Regions from separate parts of the Danio rerio genome. Here region 1 is linked to region 2. Evidence: chromatin contacts called from public HiChIP or PLAC-seq data. All regions are on one chromosome and are shown on one strand. The core of a region is the stretch at or near the end of the contact, and the rest is flanking DNA. Distances in the headings are between cores, read along the strand shown. Region 1 holds the start of fryb (furry homolog b (Drosophila)). Region 2 holds the start of b3glctb (beta 3-glucosyltransferase b).

Region 1 (2,898 bases), core at 166-2,665, 260 kb before region 2:
TATTATATGAGAGACTTGCTTTGTTAACCAAAAAAGTGGATTTAAATGGATTTGCATTGTAAACATTAAATAAAAGTTACTCCCAAATACTCCCAAAATCATTCTGCATAAATCAGTAGATTTTTAACATAATTCTGCGCAGAAATAGCAAAAAATGTCTGTAGATTCCGTCTGGCCCTACTAATAACATAAAATAAAGTAAAAATACAAACAGACACCTTTACAATGACAATATAACTAAGGGGTTATTTAACCTAACCAATTGACAGCAAGTTTACTATTTAATTAACTTCAACTCCTTTGCAACTATAATTGTATCTTGACATTGCTTGCTATTAATATACTAGAGCGAGTCTATATGTAAATAAAATTTATAATAGAAACCTTTAAACAAGGTTTAGAAATATTCAATACATTCATGAATATGAAATTTACAAAATAAAATAATCTAGCATTGTAACAACATCTATCCGCATGACGTCATCTCAATATAATCAATCCCAAATATAAAAACAAAGGCTATTGCCAAACTTCTACGTGCTCGACGGATTTCACATATATTAACCACGTGTGGTTCATCGGTATTGCTCGGTACTTATATAACATTCAGAACACAAACAGCAACATGAACAGAGTAATTAAATAATGACAAAAAAATCTGTCACGACTCACCCCGTTTAGACAAAGGAGGATGCGATTGTTGCCATGCAGAATATAAAACGGTCCAGTTTCCTGCAGGTAGCAAAACATAACATCAGTAATGAAGAGCGTCAGCAGTAGATGTGCTTCAAAAGCGCGTGAACTGTAACATTGTAAATAATGAAAATATTCAAGTCACGCGCATGATTTTAGTGTACAGCAGGCGCGTTCAATAAAAGCTGCACGAGTGATGCCCAAAATGCTGTCTAGGAAGGAAGCACACTAGGTTTGGAGCACAGCCACTATTAACGTTACGTTACACTGTTGTTATTATCACAGCAGAGTGAGCAGACATCAATCTCCATCAATCAGCATGTATATAAATTACATACACTCCGTTAACCCACAACGCTAATGCCATGTAGACGGCATAGTATTTCTAATTATGCACCGGACAAATCTGTTGTTGTGTTTGTGTTAACAACACACAAGCAAACACAATCTGTGCTGGTGGTCTGGCCTTCCTCGCGGCGTCTCCGTTAATTTGTTTTAGCGGTTTCTCAAATGAAAGCCCACTGATGGAAACACGATTACAATTCACACGCCCTGAAGCAACAAGCAAAAAAATACGCCATACCTTGTGTGTTTGTGTTCAGGAGTTTATATATTCATGTCTTCATCCAGGCGTCGTCGCTGAATTCTGTTATTTTCACTTCATTTGGTCTCGCGTCTCCTCGCATCGGCTGACAGAAAAAGACGGCCGCTGAGGATGGTGCGGCTCCGCCCATAGCGACCAATCAGGGGGCAGATGTTGACCAAAGAGGAAAAAAGGAATGCGCTTATTTGCTGAAGCGCACGTCAATCTGTTTCCTTTTATCCATTTGGTTTGTGGAAGGATGGAGAGATGCTGCTGGAGACTGACAGGTGCACAGGCGCAAAAAGCCCAGACAAAAGGCACTAAATGTAACAATTTTAATGAAAGAGGACAATTTTTATTAACACTGACTGTGATTTTCATTGAAAATATCTGCTAGTGCAGTCTAAAAACATAATATATTGCTAAATATAAGAAGTAACAGTTATATTTTTGTGTGCTGTCTGCCTTACCTGCAGATGTGTATGGCATTAGGATAAACAAGCAAGAAATGAACACTATTGCAAAAAAAAAAAATAATAAATAAATAAAAAAAAACTACATTAGGGAAAAATATGGGCAAACAGAGCTGTTAAGGATAAAATAACATTTACATTGAAACATTTAACCCAATGGTTGGGTTTGTTCCTATTTTGAAAGGACACAGATTTTAATATTTAAGTGTGGTTAACAGTTTTAGAAATTAAGATTATTAAAATGTTTTTTGTGTAAGAAGTCTCTTCTCACCTACTTTACAGACCATGATGAGGCATTTAAACAAAAACAATGATCCCAACGTATTACTTGTTTTAAGCTTTTAATTTCTAGAGCTTCTGAGAATCCAAAAAGAGCCACATATTGATAAATAATGTTATGATAGTTGATTTAACATTATGCTATAATTGAATTGCCTCTTTTTAAGGATTTGAGTTTGACAAGAAGCAGGAAATGTTCATGGCCAATGACATGACCACACTGAAATGGTCTATAAGCAATAAATGTACTCATTAAATAAAAAAAATTAAATAAAGAAATATATATATATTAATATTTCAATACAATTGTAGATGTTTCCTATCTGAAAATATTTTTTAAAAATTCATTTATTTGATGATTTGCCACTTGCTATTATTTTCAGATGCGTCCTGAATGTATTGCATTCCTATTGAATAAATTATGGTTTATTATAATACATATGATACATATAAATATATAATGGTGGTGACACGGTGGCTCAGTGGTTAGCATTGTCACTTTACAGCAAGATGGTCACTGGTTCGAGTCCCAGCTTGGCCAGTTCGCATTTCTGTGTGAACTTTGCGTGTTCTCCCCATTGCAATATTCATATTGTTACCTTTTTACTGTCATTTTGACCAAATATAAGCAGACATCCATCTAAAACATAAAAACTATGACTCATAACTTAAAGGGCACCTATTTTACTCCTTTCTCAAGATTTAAGATAAGTCTTTGGTGTCTCCAGAATGTGTCTGTAAAGTTTCAGCACAAAACACCTATCAGATTATTTATTAGACCTTTCAGAATATTGAAATATTCTGCTCTGAACACAATGTAGCTGTTATTGTTGTCTGTGCTTTCAACGCTAGTTCTCCCCGCCCACCGTT
Region 2 (3,178 bases), core at 52-2,551:
AAAAACATTGCAAAGTTAAACACACGTGTGTGAACTTTGTAACAACATTGCGTGTGACTCATCACTGCAAAAAGGCTTGAATTAACTCCACAACAAATACATTAAATAACCATTGGGAAAGCTCTAACTGTAGTATATCTAACAAACGTTACGTGAGATCTGCTTTCCTTTATGTCTGTCACTGTGCTGTTTATCTGATGCAGCCGAGGCAGACATTAAGGCACACTCTGAACTGCACGTGAGAACAGTGGGCAGGGAGAACTAGCATTAAAGGGTCAGGCAACAAAACCAACTACATTGTGTTCGCAGTATTTTAATGTTCTTAAAGCTATAATAAATAATCTGATGGGTGTTTTGAGCTGAAACCTTAAAGACACATCCTGGAGACACAAAAGACTTATCTTAAATCTTAAAAAAACAAAGTAAAATAGGTGCCCTTTAAATGATGGATGTTTATTATCTGTAGTTAAATTAAAATGAGGGAGCAAATTATTTTAAAATGGCCAGAATTGACTAAAATCATGGATTACATTTGTGGGAATGAATCATTCTTGACACAAATGCTCCAGACAGCATTTAAGATTTGATTGTACATAATGAAATTACGCTGCACTACAAATACTAATTAGGCTAGGAGCTCGTTTTCTTCTGTTTTTTATTTATGAATAACACTGGGTGCTTCTTAAAATATATAAAAATTATGACAGAGATTTTGTCAGGGGAAAAGATGGAAGATAGAAGTTTTAAAGTACCTCATTATAGCATATTTAATTGGACTGTCCCAAATCTGATATAAAAATACACACAATAATTATAAATCAAAATATGTTGTGTATTGTGTGCAGAAATACAAAGAGTAATTTCCTTACTTCACAGCTATCGTCGTTTAAAGCATTGCAAGAAGGCACTGTGAGGGGAAAAACAAAGTTTAGCTGTGAGCATTTACAAAATAACAAAATGCTTGAAAGAAGTACGTCATGTCTGCTCTATTTAAATTAATTAAACTGAAGATATGCAATCCAATTTATAATTAACAAAATTATTGATACAATTTCATGTTATAGGTGTGTGTTTACAGTCATCAACAGAGATGCTCTCGTTTGGCTAACACGCCAGCGTTGTTTTAGTTATATCGAGAATGTGTATGTCGCCGACTCACCAAAGGAGAGTAGGGAGCAGCAGAAATATATGACATTGTGTCCAGCAGTGTATCTAGACATGTCTTTGTGGGGCTCAGTCTGTCAGTATCACGCCCGTTGCAGAAACATGGAGCACAAATGAATTCGTCAGATTCCAGAAATAAATCTGATACGGCGCGCAACCTGGTGGTCAATGGTAGTATATCACCATTACGTCAGCTTTATCAGTATGCTCCTGCACAACCGGACAGGCTTAAACGCGTTTCTAGGACCCTATTTATAGCTCTGTTGTTTCTGTTCCATCTTGAAGTGGGTGAAAGATATACATAATATATTTGAAGTTAAAGCTTACCTTCCTCATTCATATTAACGGTGTGTTTTGACATTCTGTTTATCTAACCAACCTTTTGTCTCGCTACACTCTCAAAACTCTGGGCTTCTGGTAGTACCCAGAATAGCAAAGTCCACTAAAGGAGGTTGGCCCTTCTCTTTTATGGCCCCTAAACTCTGGAATACCCTTCCTTATAATGTCAGAGGTTCAGAAACACTCTCTCGATTCAAAACTAGATTAAAGACCTATCTTTTTTAGCAAAGCATGCACACAGTGCACCACATAAGAGCATGATGCATGAGTGTGCTCAATGTATGCGAGTGGGCTTGACAAACCACCTGTAGGACACAGTCCTCCAGACATGCACCAGAAATTTTGTTAGAAACACTCCTGCTTTACATGTTTGTTTATTACTGCTATTTTCATATATTTCATTTCATTAATCTTTTTGCACTGATATTTCAATTTAATAGAACTATGTAAAGCTGCTTTGAGAGAATCTATTGTAAAAGCACTATAAAAATAAAGATGAATTGAACTGAACATTCAAAGTTCGCCACATTTCCTGCTGTGAGGGTTAAACTCAGGGGTTTTGCTCACGTTTATGCCATTGATCGTTTGAACCGAGTAAACATTTATTCAATTAAGTCAGACAATGAGATGTCCAGGAGCTTGCAATTTATTGACATTTCATTGTAACGCCTCATGCATTATGCATCCAAAACAGAGGTCTTGTGGCATACAAAAGACTAACACAATAATTGGAAAACATTATGTGCCCCTTTGAGCAAGTAAAATGATGTTGGAGAACAAATAACAGACATTTGGCGTTTTTAAAAAATCAAACAGTTTTGAATAACACAAATTATTTCATGTTATGTCTAAAAAATAATGCTCGTATGTGTATTTGGTGAAATGGCCCCCAATATATTTTTGACTGTCTCGCCTGTAGTTTGCTATTAAGAAATAATTGAGTCTAACATTTCTTTTTATTAACAAAAAAGCATTTGCATTAAACACCTACTTTGTGTTAAATGTAATTTCATTGACTTAAAAAATAATTAAATGTTGTGTGTGTCTGTTACGCCATTACCGAAATGAATAACAATCTATGACTTGCTAAAACTGATTGCACTTTCTCTGGCGGGAAATTCAGGAAGGCACTGAGGCATGTCATTGTATAAGCACAATTTCTCGCCACACAATATTTTAATTTGGAACAACTGTAATATTCTACATAATGGGAAATATTTATTCTTTAAAAACTGGTTCAATAATGGGGTGATATTAGTGAACCAGTTATTTGACAGTCATAGTAATTTACTTACTCTGATTTTACTTTAAAACATACTCTGCCCATATCTAGAAAATCTTATTGCAACAAAATTTTTGATGATATTAAATGGTCGTATGTTTGGTCATTTCCCCATAATTTTTAAACACATAAAATTAAAGAAATGTCTAATTTAGATTTTATCCAGTTAAACAATTTTTACAGAAATTTAAAAATGACATTGGCATCTCTTGCTCTTTCTGTGAGACTTCTTCTGAGTCTGTTGCTCACTTGTTTTGGGAATGTGCCTTTGTTAAATCTTTCTGGTCTGATGTGAATTCTCTAATCGTCCAAAAAGTTTATGGTGATTTTTCTTTAAGCTACATATTGTTTTGGGGTTTTAAATTAAAGAAAAACAATTCCTTAACTCAACTT

What was found. HiChIP or PLAC-seq counts read pairs in DNA pulled down with a chosen protein or histone mark.
Region 1: a contact with region 2 is called in an H3K4me3 HiChIP or PLAC-seq map of embryo, with 4 times the contacts expected there. The contact joins the promoter of fryb here to the promoter of b3glctb in region 2. A contact is called at or near these places in 3 of 18 Hi-C or Micro-C datasets (caudal fin, embryo and an unstated tissue) and 2 of 4 datasets of contacts at active chromatin or transcription factors (caudal fin and embryo).

The regions. Positions count from the first base shown.
Region 1 is chr10:38,897,196-38,900,093 of GRCz12tu, reverse strand. It overlaps fryb (furry homolog b (Drosophila)), which reads right to left and starts at 1,415. Exons shown (of 62, transcript XM_073915006.1): 1 at 1,277-1,415; 2 at 673-732.
Region 2 is chr10:38,633,677-38,636,854 of GRCz12tu, reverse strand. b3glctb (beta 3-glucosyltransferase b) reads right to left here and starts at 1,301. Exons shown (of 15, transcript NM_001302248.1): 1 at 1,160-1,301; 2 at 870-907. The coding sequence starts at 1,220.